Linked DNA regions of Athene noctua: region 1 is linked to region 2. The links are chromatin contacts, called in public Hi-C maps. All regions are on one chromosome and are shown on one strand. Each heading gives the region's core, a stretch centred on a gene start, on an enhancer-like site or on the middle of the called end of the contact. The rest is flanking DNA. Distances are from core to core; before and after follow the strand shown.

The links. A called contact is a pair of places that touch in the nucleus more often than the background predicts.
Region 1: a contact with region 2 is called in a Hi-C map of heart, with 4 times the contacts expected there. The contact joins the promoter of MED7 here to the promoter of THG1L in region 2. A contact is called at or near these places in 2 of 2 Hi-C or Micro-C datasets (heart and liver).

Annotation. Positions count from the first base shown.
Region 1 is chr12:15,845,180-15,849,615 of bAthNoc1.hap1.1, forward strand. MED7 (mediator complex subunit 7) reads left to right here and starts at 2,978. Exons shown (of 2, transcript XM_074916050.1): 1 at 2,978-3,048; 2 at 3,607-4,436. The coding sequence starts at 3,626. The coding sequence ends at 4,318.
Region 2 is chr12:15,671,510-15,676,624 of bAthNoc1.hap1.1, forward strand. It overlaps THG1L (tRNA-histidine guanylyltransferase 1 like), which reads right to left and starts at 2,335. Exons shown (of 6, transcript XM_074916328.1): 1 at 2,145-2,335; 2 at 1,061-1,237; 3 at 441-610. The coding sequence starts at 2,335. SOX30 (SRY-box transcription factor 30) reads left to right here and starts at 3,195. Exons shown (of 5, transcript XM_074916189.1): 1 at 3,195-3,301; 2 at 4,518-4,757. The coding sequence starts at 3,226.

The DNA.
Region 1 (4,436 bases), core at 1,728-4,227, 170 kb after region 2:
AAGTTCCACAGTAGAAAAGTGGTGACTGGTGGCAACTTATAAATTGTCTTCATTCTTTAACTTGTCTGGGGTTTTTAAGTCTTGATCGTCAAAATAATTAAAGCATACAAGCTGAAAACTGAACATCATGCAGGCAAACCACCTTATCCTGTTACATTTTTTCTGCATTGTGCTGCCCACCGTGGCTGCTCATTAGGATATTTCTGCACAAAGAATAAGAGCTTTCTGTACCCAGGCTCCTGGGTCTGAGCAAGCCATTCACACTCGTGACATTTCAGTCTGTGTGGACATGTTTCTGAAAAGAACACTGGATTAATTCACATCTTGAGGCACCACAAAATCCTTAATGTAAGGACCTTTGTCTCACTTTTTAAGTAGAAGTAATGGCATCGAGGGCAGAAAATGTGAAGATACTGCTTCAGATATCAGATGGCATCAGATCTGTCAGTCTAGAGACTACCAACAAATACAGATTGTGCCCAGATCAATTCACTGTCAGTTTTCCCTAAGTCAAAGTTGTAAGTCATTACCGAATGGCAGGAATACCCTCCTTTGGACAATATGCATAAATTGAGGCCTAGTTGCTTAAAAAGAGTATCCTTGAGCCTATATTTGGAAACATAATAGAGGCCATAACCATATATTGATAGATAAATACTAAACTATAATCACACTGATGACAATCTGTGTGAATAGAGAGAACAGGGCAAATCTTTAACTCGGACTAAGTAATGAAAAGGTATGAGACAAAGAATCATAGAATGGTTTGGGTTGGAAGGGACATTAAAGATCATGTAGTATCCAACCCCCCTGCCATGGGCAGGGACTACCTTCCACTAGCCCAGGTTGCCCAAAGCCCCGTCCAACCTGGCCTTGAACCCTTCCAGGGAGGGGGCAGCCACAGCTTCTCTGGGCAACCTGTTCCAGTGCCTCACCCCCCTCACAGTGAAGAGTTTTTTCCTTATATCTAATCTCAATCTACCCCCTTTCAGTTTAAAACCCTTACTCCTCACCCTATCCCTACACCCCCTGATAACAAGTCCCTCCCCATCTGTCCTGTAGCCCCTTTAAGTACTGGGAGGCCGCTCTAAGGTCTCCCCAGACCCTTCTCTTCTCCAGGCGGAACCCCCCCAACTCGCTCAGAAACAATGTCATAATTAAAGTAACCAGCAACATCAGGTAAAATGTGTAAGTACTGTACAGCACTGCCAGAGAACATCACTGAACTTCATAATGGGAGAGACTGCTCAGCAAGTTCACTGCAGTTCCTTCCAATGTGACAGGCACTCGCTACATCATCTGAGAACAAAATGTCTCAAAAGGGGTTGTTTCCTCCCCAAAGTATACTTTGCTTACAAAGGAAAATAGATCAGACTATGTTGCAGCTGGGGTTGCACTTATTGTCAATTGTAAAGTGTGGTTTGGTTTATTTAAATACATATTCAGATATTCAGTAAAATGTGAGCTGTAATTTTTTTCAGGTTTTCTAGTCAAATAAACCTAACTGTTCTGGAGTTTCTTTGCATTGTTTTAGAAATAAATAAGATCCAAAGTAATTATAATTCAATCGAAATTACCATTTTCAATCTTGAAAAGTGAATCTGTAAATGATATTGCATGTACACACAAAGGGTTCCCGTCAGACAAAGGCCATTGCTGCCATCTGCTGAGGAGGAGAGAAAATGGGACATAAATGGCCAAGTGTCAAAAATCCTTTCCTGTTGGCCATTTCAGGCAGAAATTCCTACAAAAGTGATGCCAGCAAGCCCAGCTCCTCATGATCCAAAGGTGAAAAACTTAAATCCGCATTTTTTTCTTTAACTCCTCCGAAAACAACACTGAAACAAAACCAATGGAGCCCAGCTGTTTGAAACAGTCTTTATGTGGTTAGGTTTAGTGTATTCAGCTGAGGGAATGATGCAAACACTTTCCAGGGTAACGTCTCCATTTCATGACCAGGGTAATGCCTGCATTTCTGATGCGTGGAAGCACTGCATACCATACTGTTGGAGATTAAACTTTTAGAACAATGTAGTAATATTATGCTTAGGTCAAGAAAGATGATCTTTGTATATGTTAAAGCCAAACGGCATCCCTAATCAGAAGAACAAGTAAATATCCCTCTTTGAGCAAGGACATCCCCCAACAATTAGACCTGGAAGAGGCTACATTGCCAACTGGGCAAGCAAACTCAAGGCCCATGTATCCTCAGCTCAACTACCCTTATTATAATACTAAAAATCACACCTGTAGGTCAAAAAGACCCTTGCCCAGGTGAAGAACCTTCCCTTGAGCATGCATAGAAGTATTGTGTCAGCAGTATTATAACTGTATATAAATTGCTAACCAGTCATCCTAGAGAGTGTGACTTGGAAAATTACTGACTCTGCAAAATTTGTGTACAAATATAAGTCCAGATGACACATGTGCTTGATTTGTGGGAGACCACTGAGCACCTAGGCTTGTGCAATCCTAAAATAAATAAGCAATGTCTCTCCTGAGCATGTGATTATTGATACACCGGGCGACGAATCCGCTTTTTGGACAACAGTACGTTCACTACACGCCACAGGATCACACGCTACATGATCACCGCATAATAACTCAAGTACCACCTTGGCAGATGCCGATAGGTTCCTCCGAAGGAGTCAGCCCGTGTCTCTAAGCAGTATTCCAGGGCAGCGGGGGCGTCTCCGAGGGGGCCCCCAGGCCTGCACACGCCCGCCCGGCCGCTCCTACCCCCACATGCCTCTGGCCTCGCCGCCTCGGGAGCGGCTCCTGGGCAGGGACCCCGCACCGCTAGGCGGCCCACAGCAGCACTGCGGCCTCGGCCTCGGCCCCTCAGCAAGGGCCCGCCCGCCCCGCGGAGCTCGGCACCGCCTGCCGAGAAGAGCCCCTGCCGTGAGTGGAGCAAGCTTCTGATCGGTGTTCGGGAGGGCCAATCAGAGTGTGCCTGCCGAGGTAGGCGAGCCAATGGGGAGGAGGGGAGGCGGGCCGCTGGCCGGAAGCGGGGTGCCGGCGGTGGCGCTGAGGGAGCTCGGCGGGCAGGTGAGGGTGGGTGGTCCCCGCGGCTGCGGGCTGCGAGCGGGGCTGGCGCCTCCGCCGGGTGTGTGCGCAGTCGTCGGTGGGGTCTTGTCGTAGTGCGCTCCCGGTTCTCTCTTCGGCGGTGGCCTGGCGATCTCCGCGGCGAGGCTTGGGCCTTCCCAGAGCCTGGCCCGGCCCGGCCCGGAGCGCAGCAGGCGGCGGCAGCTGTGGGCCCGGGGTGCTAGGCCGCATTCTCCCCTGAGGGCTGCGCCCTTTCTCTCTTGTGGGGCGGGGTGTTAGCGGGCCAGGCCTCGGCTAGGGAAGGCTGCTCTGTTTACAGGCTGGTCTTTCGAGAAATGAATGCTTTATGTGCTTCTAGTGAAGTTAATCCCGCTAAAAGCTAACGGTTTGGCGAAAAGCAAACATGGATTTATGTGGGAGTTTCCCGAATTCTACGCACTGGATAGCTTGCTTCTAGCTCATTTTTGCGCGGCCAGCTCTCTTATATTGCCTTTGTTTCTACTTATATGATAAGGCTGTTATACAAATTGTTTAACATATATTTCTTGGGACATTCCCTAGGTATTTTCGTCTGACAAAAATGGGTGAACCTCAGCAAGTGAGTGCCCTTCCTCCGCCTCCAATGCAATACATAAAAGAATATACTGATGAAAATATCCGTAAAGGCCTGGCTCCAAAGCCACCTCCGCCTGTGAAAGACAGTTATATGATGTTTGGTAATCAGTTTCAATGTGATGATCTAATTATTCGACCCTTGGAGAGCCAGGGTATTGAAAGGTTACATCCTATGCAGTTTGATCACAAGAAGGAATTAAGAAAACTTAATATGTCTATACTGGTCAACTTTTTGGACCTCTTGGATATCTTGATCAGGAGTCCGGGGAGTATAAAGCGGGAGGAGAAACTGGAAGACTTGAAACTACTTTTTGTTCATGTCCATCATCTTATAAATGAATATCGCCCTCACCAAGCTAGGGAGACACTAAGAGTCATGATGGAGGTGCAGAAACGTCAGCGTTTGGAAACAGCAGAGCGATTTCAGAAGCACTTAGAGCGAGTTGTAGAGATGATTCAGAACTGCTTGGCTTCCTTGCCTGATGATCTGCCTCATTCAGAGGGAGGACTGGGAATAAAAACAGAAACAATGGATACTGATGATGGCAGCAACTGCATTGGACAGAGTGAAAAGCAGAGAGAGCGTTCTGGTGGCAAGAGAGATCAGGTTTTAGACAAAGATGCAGCTATGTGTAGCATTATTGATGAAATGACATGAAGAAAACACTTTTTCTTGTTAGCTCACCATAGTGAGAGGCAGGATGGATTCTGAAGGTATATGTTGTATTTTGTTTTGCTGTTGTACAAGTAGGCAAAGTGTTTATTGTACACCTGTT
Region 2 (5,115 bases), core at 1,085-3,584:
TAGGTACTAACAAACGCCTAGAAAGTAAATCCAATGGTCTGTTTGAGCATGGAGTACACAGCACTTCTGATTGCTACATGGTGTGAATTTGAACACTGACATCTCTTCATTAAAGAAGATTAATTACCTTGGCTAAACAAACCCAGAACATAAAAAAAAAAAAATTAATTCTACTAATAATTCTAATATTTTCTGAGCTGAACTCACTTCCAGGATGCAACAAATACAGTTGTAGCCTGAAGACTCAGAATTTCAGCCAGTTATTGCTGTATCCATACAAAGCCCAAAACAATTCTAATACTGTTTATGTAAAACTACCACCCTACCTGCTGCTCTTTCACTGATACCTATATATACAAAATCACTGGCAATAAAGGCATTTATATTCAGAGAGGAAGAGAACTCAAACTGCACAAACTGCCGTTTCTAGAAACACTTACAATCGGCTTGTCTCCAGCTGAGGTAGTCCTTTAAATTTTGGTTGCTGGGGTACAACACAATTCGTCCATCAAATCCTGGTGGGTACAGAAGTTGCTGGTCCTTAAAGTAATCCTTCCAATAGAAAACGTAACTTGAGGCAAACTGGGAGACCACATGAGTCATGAACTTACTTGCAAACACAAAGGAAAAGGAAAAAGAAAGAAATACATCAATATGATTATATATCTGTGATTATCTGAGGTATCAGTAGAAATAATTCTGGTGGATAGCGGCATTTCTTAAATAATGGCCAAGCAGACTAGCATAAGCATAGTCTTTTGAAGAACAGGAAGTACTGAGAATCGAGTGAGAAAGTTTGGAAAAGGTAACATTTTATCAAAAGAATGTTTGTTCTAACAATGTTTCCAATACTTGTTTCAGCAAAGCTTTTTTAAAAATCTGTTTCACTGAACACATGCAAAGAGTTCACATGAAGAACCTGAACTAACTGTAGCATTGCACCCAAATACAGCCCTACTCCTAACCTCTGTGTGTACATAAAGGCAAATTCAAAGAAGAATTACAGGTTTAGAGAGAGATGTTAAAAACAAGTTCACTTTAGCATCAAAGCAGCTATTACCTTGCTCTTCTTTTAAACCATCTACTATTCTTTTTGAAAACAAAACTATATTCATCACTCTGTCCATAAGCAATAGCAATATCCTCCAACTCTTGCATCACTGTCTGGGCACACTTGGTCATCAGATGAAGAGCACGGTCATCATTTGGCTTTTTGAACTCATGCTGCTCAGAAAACCTTCAAAGCAAAAATGGTTGAATGAAAACTCTTTAAAAAGCTACTGAAAATATTAACGTGTTCATTTTCCTCATATTTGCTTCCATGAATATTGATTTCCAGTGTCCTGTCAGTACTGACAGAGAATTCCCTCCAGGTATGAGAAGCAATAACAAAAACATCCTTTTATATATGATACTTTGGATAACCCATTCTCTTTCACCTTAACCAGTCCTTCAAAATGACTGGTTTGTATTTTACCTGGAAAAGGATGTCAAATACTGCTTTCTGTAAACTCACTTTCTCCTAGGGTGCCTTTTATAGTCACAAGAGCAATGGTATCAATAAACTTGTCAACACTTGAGAGCTTTACCAGAACCCCCCATGGCCAAACTAGAGACCAAATACACAGCAAGAACATGTCACCTACCACTCAAGAGAACTGTGTTCTATTTATCCCAAAGAAAGGCAAATGCCACACAGACACTGACTTCAAAGACAACTAAATATCCCTGTACACCACTTGCTGTCCACCCCCCAGCACACCCAAGGCACCATTTCCCTACCGCCCTGTCAAAGGCACGTTCTGAAAGTGCTCATGGCCCTTGAAGACAAAACACCCGTAGTAACTCCGCGCCCTGGAGAAGCCGAGTGAAGGGTTCACAGTGATTCGGGGGAAAGGAGGATTTGTAACCCTTGCAACTACAGAGTTCACCCGGGTGGGCCAAGGCCAACTGTACGGCACCAGTCGGGGCCCCTCTTCTCGACACAACACTCAGAGCCCGCACTCCCAGCGCCTTTAAGCCGAGGAAACTCCCTCCCACGCCCCGCCGTCTCCCAGCCCCCGTCCTCCAGCTCGCTGAGGCGTCGCCATAGCGACCACACCGCTATAAACGCCCCGGCCATTGGCTGCCCGCCCGGCCTTCACCTGTGGAAGTTGCGGCCGTCCAGCCGGACCACTATCCAGCAGTTGGGCAGACAGCTATCGTCCGTCTCGAAGTCCCGCACATACTCGAACTTGCTTTTCGCCATGGAGAGACGGCGACGGCCGCACACACAGCCCGCCCACCGCCCGCTCCCCACAGAGACAGCCGCGGCGGCCCGCCAGCACCCCAGCATGGCCACAGCGGAAGCGGAAGCGGCGGGCGCCCGCCAAGGGCACGGCGGCGAGCCCCTCTAGGCGTCTCGGCGGACCTCTCTATGGTTGCAGCCGCCCGCCGGCGGCGGGGGGCGTGGCGGGGCGGGGGGCGAGCGGCCGCGGCCCGAGCGCGGCGGCTCCGGTCCCCGCGGCGCGCGGGCGGGAGCGGGGATGGGTGCGCGGCCGTTGGGCGTTGGCGCAACGGCCGCGGGCAGCAAACGGCCGCGGCGGGATGGAGCGGAGGGAGAGGGCGCGGCCGCTCCGCTCCAGGCCCACCCCGGAGCGGCCCCCGCGCCCCAGCCGCCCCCCGCCGCCCTCCCCCCCGCGGTGGGAGCTCTTGGGCCCCTTCAGCGTGCTGCAAGTCAAAGTCGAGGAGCCCGAGCCGGAGGGGGGAAACTCCCTGGGCAGCTGCACGGACGGCGGGGGGTCGGGGGTCGAGACCAGGAGCTCCCCATCTCCGCGGAGGGGTAAAGGGGGGGCCCGCGGCGCCATCAAGAGGGAAAGGGACGATGAAGGGGTCAGCGGAGCAAGCCAGGAGGAGGTGAAGGCGCTGGAGAAGAGGTGGAATAGGAAGGAGCCCCGGAGAGGCGGTGATGTCAAAGGGGAGCCGCCTAACACGGCCTTCAAGGCTTGCAGGGTGAAGAGGGAAAAGGACTATGGCCCGGCTGGAGCCCTGTGCGGGCCGGCTCAGGCCAGCACTGGTGGCCGCACGGTGCAGCAGCGCGAGGGCTTTGGGATCCCCCCCGGAGAGCTGAAGAACCCGGTTGTGTTGCACCCCTTACGGCCTGGGACCTGCATACAGATCCAGAGCCCTCTGCCGCCAGAGCTGATCCACGCAGCTAAAGTGCCGGTGGAGCGAGTGCCGCTTAAAATGAGGGCTTTACTGGAGCATCCAGTAAAGATTGAAACTAAAAATGTTCCCTTCACAATACTGCCCTCCGATTCAGGTATAATGTTACGAGACCTTGCAGGGGTTCAGTGACACACAGCTGACAAGTTACCACATAGGAGAACACAAGCTGAAAGGTCACATTAGAGAACTGCCCCTTTGGATAGACTCCCTCCTTCAGCGTAAGAAATAAGCATACGGGAGCACAGAGTTCTTAGTGGTTTAAGAAACAATGCAGTTTGTCCACTTGTCCCCTGACTACGTTAAACCCCTTATGCCTATTCAGAATTGCACTGAGTTGTGGTTGCAACCTTAAGGTCAGAAATCTGCTAGGTTTTTTTTTTAAAGCTATAAAGCATTCATACACTTCTCAGAAAATGTGGGCATGTTAAATGAGGAACATTTTGAAACGTCTGGATTAGAAGCTTACTTTTTATGAAAGAGATCTAGGCATTCAAAATTAATGACTTAAAAGTGAGGTGTTAAAGCCTAGAAGCTTTTTGCCCTTTAATGATAAAGTGAAAGAGTTCATTTATAAACCTTTTTCAGAGAGGAAGTTGCTTGCTCAAGGATCAGTTGTGAGGGCTCTGAGGGTTCATCCTGTCACCAGCTCAATTTAAATGCAGTCAGAATTTACAAAGAGGCAAAGCTTCATGTATATAACAGTCATATAGTAACACGGGTTCCTCCAGCAAAATTAGCATCCAAATCTGAGAAAAAAGTGAGAAAGGGAAAAAAAACCCAAACAAACAACCAGAAACCCTGAACAGCAACAACCTCAGCTGAGAAGCCAGGGACTGCAGGTGTGGGACTAAACTGCCATCATTAGATCTGGTCCCTGCATCATTAGGGCTTTAGTTATATAGTTCTGGTGGTGATAAAAAATTGGCAGTGATATAGTCTATGCTATACAATGTTTAGTTTCTAAATTCATAAGAAAACAATCTGGCCAAATGAAATCCAAACCAATGTGTTAGCAGTCTCACATGTTTGGTTTGTTTGTTTGTTTGGGTTTTTTTTAAATAACATGCAACAAAAGCCAGGTAAATGATTCCTTATGCAGTGGTTCAGTGAAGGTTAGTGGAGGATACTCCCTTAGCCTTTGTTATTTTTCTAGGAACTGCTGTGACAAATGTGTATTGAGCTTCATGTGTTCCAAAGCTCTAGTGAATTTTTTGACTTTTGCCAAATACCCTCTTGTTGTATTATTGAATGTAGCCTGTATTGCACATACTGCTTGGAAGATGATCATCTTTCCTCATTTTGCTGCATAGGTATGGCAGATGCTCCATTTAGCAAGGACAGAAGTGGCCATGTAAAGCGTCCAATGAATGCATTTATGGTGTGGGCTAGGATTCATCGGCCTGCCCTAGCAAAAGCTAACCCAGCTGCCAATAATACAGAAATCAGTATTCAGCTTGGACTGGAGTGGAGCAAACTGACTGAAGAGCAGAAGCAGCCCTATTATGATGAAGCACAGAAAATAAAACAAAAGCACACAGAGGAATTTCCTGGTAAACATGTATCTATTTACCCAAATGCTTTAGAAGTGGAAGATTTTTGGAAGAATCGATCTCTTTCATTAATGCAAGTAATAGAGTTAGAAAAAAATTACAAAAATTTAAAGCACACACTCCTCTGTCAGCTTTCTAGTACCTGAAAACATTAATTTTTTAAAACATGCAAAATGATGTTTCATCCTTCATAGCCTCTAATGTTTCTTACAGCCTTAGACCACCACAGCTACAGCAGCTCTTCTGAATGCTTTAGCAGTCTAATGGCCAGACAGTGAGTTTATTGTGAACATGGCCTGCTGCATCATTTTATGTGCTCCAGAAAGAGCTGTGCCCAGGTGGCCTGTGGTGACACATG